Regions from separate parts of the Triticum aestivum genome. Here region 2 is linked to region 1. The links are chromatin contacts, called in public Hi-C maps. All regions are on one chromosome and are shown on one strand. The core of a region is the stretch at or near the end of the contact, and the rest is flanking DNA. Distances in the headings are between cores, read along the strand shown. Region 1 has its middle 43 kb from the start of LOC123054150. Region 2 holds the start of LOC123054152 (ORM1-like protein 3).

Region 1 (3,381 bases), core at 173-2,672:
TTTCAAAACCAGAACATCTTTTGAAGTTTTGAACATTTTGTGATAAACACAACCATTTTATGAAATTTACAATTTTTTTTATTTTTAGCAAGAAGGTGGAACTTTTTTGAACTGTTGAACAAATTTTGAAAAGCAGTATCATTTTTAAATTCCCAGTTTGTAATATGTGAACTAAATTTGAGACCAGGAACATTTTTTAAGTTGTGAAAAATTATGATAAACGCAAAAAAAAAATGTATTTACCCACATTTTTTGGAAAACACAAAAAATAAATTTGAAAAAGGAAAAAAAAAAGAAAAGAAATCACAATAATAGAAAGAAAAAACCGGTCCAGGAACCTCCGAGAAGGTTCCCAAAACCGAAAAAACCAGTTGGGACCCTCCTAGAACGTTGTTTAAACATGGATCACTAAAACGCCTTAACGGGCCGGCCCAGATCAACGCTCGCTCGCCATGCCTGTGCGAATGACGCAATTTTTGTATCTTTTTTTCCGTGAACTGCGTAGCTTTCAGTTGAGCCTTCGGACTAATCCGCGTGAGATAGGGAGTTGAGAATACACTTTGTTGCTTTCTTTGTTTTCACCAATGCGATGGAATGCCCGGACCGAGAGAAGAAAAAAGATACGCACCCGGGCTTCCTGCACCTGCACAGTCCGGCGACCGTTTTGGCACGAAAACTGTCGGCCCTCCGGATCAATCAACAAAAAACAGGAGACGCAGACGCAGAGTCGCAGACAATGGGAATCAGGTAGGCAGGCTGAATCTGAGTGGAGAGCGGCGGGAGAGAGCCATCAGCCGCGGGGCCCCGACCGCAATAGCGCCAGGAACTCACCTGATCGGAACCACCAGACCAGAGGCAGCAGGAGGATGTCAAATTCCAGCGCCGAGGTCGACCCGCGAAAGCGACCTCCACGATCGATCATCGTTCATCCCTCTCCCACAAGGACAGTGCTCTGCTCCGGGTCACACACCTTGGCCCCGCCTTCGCCTCCTCCGCGTAGCTTGCGCCGTCGGGCCGGCGCGTGGCCCCGTCCACCGGGAGACGACGAAGAAGCCACTGCCGTGGTGCAGGAAGGCCGTCCGTCCGTCCGTGCGCGCCGCACTTTGGCCGCCGCCGGCCGGCACGCAGCGCGCACAAGTCAATCCCTGCTACTGCGGGCGCGTGCGGCTGCCATAGCCTTGCCGTGTCTCGGCTCGTGCAGGAATATGCATGGACAGCGCCATGGTTGGGCCGGATACGCGGCGGATTTGATTTGACCTTCAAGCGCCAGCAGCACCACGATCTTCCGTCCGTCCGTTGGGCTATTCTTGCGACCTCTGACTCGAGAGAGGCTGACCGGTCGAGAAACTGGGCACGTCCTGTGCCCGAGTGGAGGCGGTGAGGAGGTGAGGTCACGACGGCGACGGTTGGAGACGCGCGACGACCCGGAGTTGAAATCCGGGGCGCGCTGTCGGGCGCCGCTGTTGTGCTAACCTGTCCATGTCCAGCCTCGTCTGGGCCAATCGCGGGGCTCGATTAAGCGTGCCAACGGGTTTTCCTTCCGTGTGATGGCGAGCGAATCCACTCAGGTTTTTATAAATGGGTAGCCGTGAAATTCTCCACCGCTGGCCGTTTGTGGATGCTTGCGCTGGCGATCGCGTCGCCGTCTTCCTTTTCTTCTGATTAGATGTCTGAAGAGATCGTCGGTCAAGGACAGACGTATTGCGTCTCTTCAAAGCGCGTGTGTATGCTACGAGTGTGTACACAGTCAGAGAAGATGTTTGGAATCCGCGAAGGCTGTTCTTTGTTGAAAGGAAAAGCCAATCCTCGCATTTTCGCCGCATCTCTTATTCCCGCGGCGCGATCCGAGTGATGCAGGAAAAGTAGTAAATCCACCAAGGGAAAAGGTCTTGCTCGGAACATCCCTGTATTCTCCACCGCCTTCGGATGAGGCAGCGGCACGGCAGCATGCATCTGCGGAGCTAACACACTGTTAGTGGTTTTCGAAAATCCAAGCAGACCATGTGTATCCATGTCTGCGTGCTAAACACTGTGTGTTGAAGCGAAAATGGGCCGATGCATCATCCATGCCATGCCACGACGGCTCCCACATCTTCTGTTCTGAACTCTTCTTGTGAGACTGTGGTGACCATAACCATATATATGTATTATCCATCTTCAAAGCAGCTTGACTGCGGCTTGACCATCACGCGTGACCAAACAGCAGTTTTATACTAGTAGTACAGGGCCGGGACAGGAAGAGAACAAAACCCACCGTTGTCCCGTTCCCAGTTCGATCGTTCCCCAAGTTGTTGCTTCGGAAACCCAATATTCTCCTGGATCGCAACGTCCCAAGCAGCTAGAGACAAGACGAGGGAAAGAGGAAGAGGACGAAGTGTGCGGTGAGCTGAGCAGACATGCTAATGGCCGGTTCTAATACTAACAATCACTTGTAAAGAGGGGTCTGCGAGATGCTAGTACGTATTAAACTAGGAGGGATAGGAGGGCGATTGAAAGCTGCAGTCGGCCTGCCTGCCTGCCCGTGAAACCCAGAGGATCGTGGAATTCCATGCGTTCCTTTCCGCGGATCACAGGCATTGGATTCTTGCGACGTACGTCTGGTTGCCGCGTGGAGTGTGCATCGGACGGGGACCTCCTCCTCCTCTTGTCGTTTCAGTTTCGTACTAGCACTACTCTGGTTATTACCACTCCACTGATGGCGGGAGATACACTCCTACTTCCTCCGTTCACAAATATTTCCTCCGTCCCAAAAGCTGCTTTTGAGGATGGAGGGAGTATAAGGGCCGGTTCTTTTAAGTCGCTCCATGAAAATAAGCTGCTCTCGAAATAAGCCCCAAATAAGCTGTTGTGGAAATGAGTCCATAAAAATAAGCCATCTAGTTCTTTCCAGATTCTGTCATTCAGCGTATTTTCTCACGTCACATGAAGAGTCTGTAATACCCTTGAACTATAATTTAGGACTTAGTTACACTAACATCATTGTCTTGTATATGAATATCACAAAATGTTAAACACCATTACAATACACATGTTTATACCACAATCATCAACAGGACAATGTACGGAAAACGCTCACTGTCCAATAGATAAAAAAAAAACCTTACTAACTAACCACAAATACTTAGCAATAGGAAAGAAAAAATGAATCAATCAATTTGACGTACAGAAAATGGATCAACCAATTTGACATCACAATTTGATGTATAAAAAATGGACCAACCAATTTGACATCTGGATGTCAATTTGATCATAAGTAAAAAAAAGGCTTGCAGGCAATAGCTCGAACACCATGCGGGTCCGCCAACACCGAAGCTAGGTCAGCAGGGGCCAGTGCGGGATAGACGGAGATGCAGGGGGGAGGGGAGGCAAACTCGCCGGTGA
Region 2 (3,224 bases), core at 707-3,206, 270 kb after region 1:
GAAAAATAGCAATATTTATTACTTCCAGAACTGAGGTTGGGGAAAATAGAACTGCGGTATTTCACAACCAGAAAATTTTCATGGATTTTGCCACTGCATTATTATTATTATATATTATATTTAAGGTAGCAAAAGAATGATTAAATGCAAACTATTTATTTGGCTATTGAAGGGAAGCCTTGGCGCAGTGGTAAAAGCTGCTGCCTTGTGACCATGAGGTCACGGGTTCAAGTCCTGGAAACAGCCTCTTACAGAAATGTAGGGAAAGGCTGCGTACAATAGACCCAATGTGGTCGGACCCTTCCCCAGACCCTGCGCAAGCGGGAGCTTCATGCACCGGGCTGCCCTTTTTATTTATTTGGCTATTATGAAACAATAAACATTCAAACTAGAATACACTTCATGTGAAGGTTAATCTCCATGACAATGCATACCCTGGGTTGAACCTATTCTCTAACACAACACATCACCTCTGAATCTTTTACAGTCTTTCCTCCTGCTCCACAGTGACCAAGGAAATGCTTTGGATATAGATACTGACTAAGGGTGCATTAAGGACAATACGAGGTTGGAAATGTGGCGAATTGTGGTTAATTGGCCCCAGCAAGTAGTCAGTACTATCCAAGAATACATGAATGATATATATAGTAAACAGACATAGTGTAGGGAGCACTGCATAACTATATGGTATCTAAGCCAAAAAGCAGTGTAGAACTATATGAACTCTGCGCTAAAAAGTCTTTGGAAGCGTATGTCAGCAGACAGAATGGTAATCGGTGTACTCTGCTATTTTACCTACTATACACCCAACAGGGGCATAAGTGTGGTTTGCTATTTCAACACGAGGATGGAAATGAGAGACATCGATCCTTGCTAGTGATACTTATCTATTCTGTATACTCATAAGGCAGGAACATGCAAGACATAACAACAAAATGATGGTAAGCTGAAACCTGAATGCATAGAGGATTAGATAGAAATCCTAAAACACCTTGGTGCATCGACTGAAATGCAGGCTACCGTGGAGGTTTACCGAAAAAGGCTTTCGCCCCGCTTTATATATAAAGCAACGATCAACAACAAGCCGGTACAAACGCACGCCACCACAACACACGCATACCGTGGAGGTTTGGAATTCCATTCATCTCAAACTACGGATAGTGCTTGCTGGTACGAGAATGATGAGTGGTTGAGTAGGGGGGGCGCATCCAGTAGGGTGGGAAAGCAAGCCAATACTAGTAGCACCAACATTCAGTTGGCAGAATTGGGCGAATGGGCCATAGCAATTTGTAGTTAGGGAAGGCGATAGGCAGGCAGATGCGAACGATCTATCCCAATTTCTGACCGCACGAAGCAAGCAATCGATGTAAACTAACTCGAACCGCAAGCCTTCAGATCCACGGGGGGCGCCTATGCCTAGCCAAGCAAGCAGTCAATCCCCATCGAAATCCTAATCCAGGAGAGAGCCGGAGATATAAGAGAGAGGGGGGAGGCGGGTACCGCGAAGTGGCCGAGGTTGACGAGCGTCCAGGCCATGCCGGGGGTGCAGCCGAAGATGGAGAGGATGAGGAGCCAGGAGACGAAGAGGATGAAGATGTAGGTGGTCCAGACCCCCGGGTACATGAACCACTCGGTGTTCTTGTTCAGATCCGGCGGGGGCACCGCCTGCACGTACAGCTTCGCCATCGATCCCCTCCCCTCCCTCGCCCTACCAGCGCGCGCGTGCTGCGGGGCGGTGGCTCCTCCCGTCCGTCCGGCTCGGCGTCGCGGGAGCTCCGGCCGGGGTGCTGCTGCGGGCTGAGAGGCCGGAACGGATTGCCTCTATGTAGGAGGGGCCTGGTTTGTTGCCGGGGAGGGGAGGGGAGGGGAGGGTGAGGGGTAGGTCAGCGCGGAGGAGGAGGAAGGTTCAAAGATGGGGGACGGAAGAGTATTTCCTGCGAGAGGAGGAGGAGGAGAGGTGAGGTGAGGGTGGGCGACCGACGGGGACGAAGCGACGCCGACCGTAGGATGATGCACGCCGCGACCGCGATCGCGACGGGCGGGCCGCGCTTGGGCCTGGCCTGGTTATTTTGAGTAGAGTATATTTTCTCTTTTTGTTTTCTTATTAGCATATAAATGTTTTCTCCTGCTTCCTCCTTTCTTTGGTTCTTTTTTTCTTTACCCGGCCGTAAAGCGAGACGAGATGCTCTCGTTGAATTTGTTTTCTTTTTGGGGGAGCGAATGTTCTGGTTGGATTTTGTTCGATTGTTGGTTGGGATGTTCTTGTTGGATTTGCGATGGGTTAGTTGCGCTAACTTGTAAGATGTTCTAGATTCTCACTCCTGTTTATTGGATAAACTAATGTGTCGTTTTCAGTGCTCGGTGATGTTCGTCCTATCATGCCCCCTCGAAGAATATCTACGGTTCCCGCAAAAAAGAAAAATAGATTGTCTATGGTGGCTGGAATGATTCTGCTTTAATACTAGTGCCAAGCGAGCCTGGGTTTTGCTTGCGGTTCCACAAATCGAGCTGCTAAACAATACTCCCTCCGTTTCTAAATATAAGACGTCGAGGGAGTATGTTCGACGGATGAGCTGCCCTCATCAAAATTTCAGGAAAATTTCCCCTTCTCCATAGTGCAGGTGGACTGTTGTTCATCAAGAGCAGATTTATGGTACGGGTAGTGGTCTCTTTCGTGATGAATGCTGGGTAGTTGCACACTGACCTCATAATGTTGATGTAGGTTGAACTCAACTAATTTTGTTTGTTAATGTAGGCTGTTGACTCGAATGTGTATGACGAGGAGAGTACAGGCATCCCGCCGCGTTCCGTTCCTTAAATACAAGGTGCTCGTGTGTTCGTGTGTGTAACCAACGCGCAGAAACTTTGTTAATTGCCAATTTAGCATCATTATCATGTGCCTGCTCAACAAAAGAAGCCGTTTCATTTCATTTTTCATGGATCACGACAGGGCCTCTTTTCTTTCTTTTGCGATGGTTCTTCTCCGGGTCGTCTGAGTAGTCTGGGGCTTAATTTCTTACTCGTAGCATCTGTCTCATGGACAAAAAGAGCAGCAAAGAATATCAAAACATTGAGCAACGAGTCCTCGCAAGTTGCGTCTACAAGTTCAACGCAGCACTCAAGACCCAGCACAACTCGCCAGGACATGTTTGATTTTTCAGGAGTATTATTTTAATTCTTTGTAGGAGCAATTAGTTTTGGTAGAGTTGTGGTATTCTCCCTAC

The links. A called contact is a pair of places that touch in the nucleus more often than the background predicts.
Region 2: a contact with region 1 is called in a Hi-C map of leaf, with 4 times the contacts expected there. The contact joins the promoter of LOC123054152 here to the enhancer-like site in region 1. A contact is called at or near these places in 2 of 5 Hi-C or Micro-C datasets (both in leaf) and 1 of 1 datasets of contacts at active chromatin or transcription factors (leaf).

What each region holds. Positions count from the first base shown.
Region 1 is chr2D:514,615,594-514,618,974 of IWGSC CS RefSeq v2.1, forward strand. No RefSeq gene overlaps it. Among protein-coding and RNA genes, the nearest start is that of LOC123054150, 43 kb to the left of the region's middle. Within about 2 kb of position 1,423, at least 2 of the 8 cell types and tissues checked have an H3K27ac peak or open chromatin away from gene starts, as enhancers often do. A contact at or near this core is called in leaf, where this site is marked.
Region 2 is chr2D:514,884,122-514,887,345 of IWGSC CS RefSeq v2.1, forward strand. LOC123054152 (ORM1-like protein 3) reads right to left here and starts at 1,957. Exons shown (of 3, transcript XM_044477848.1): 1 at 1,501-1,957. The coding sequence starts at 1,686.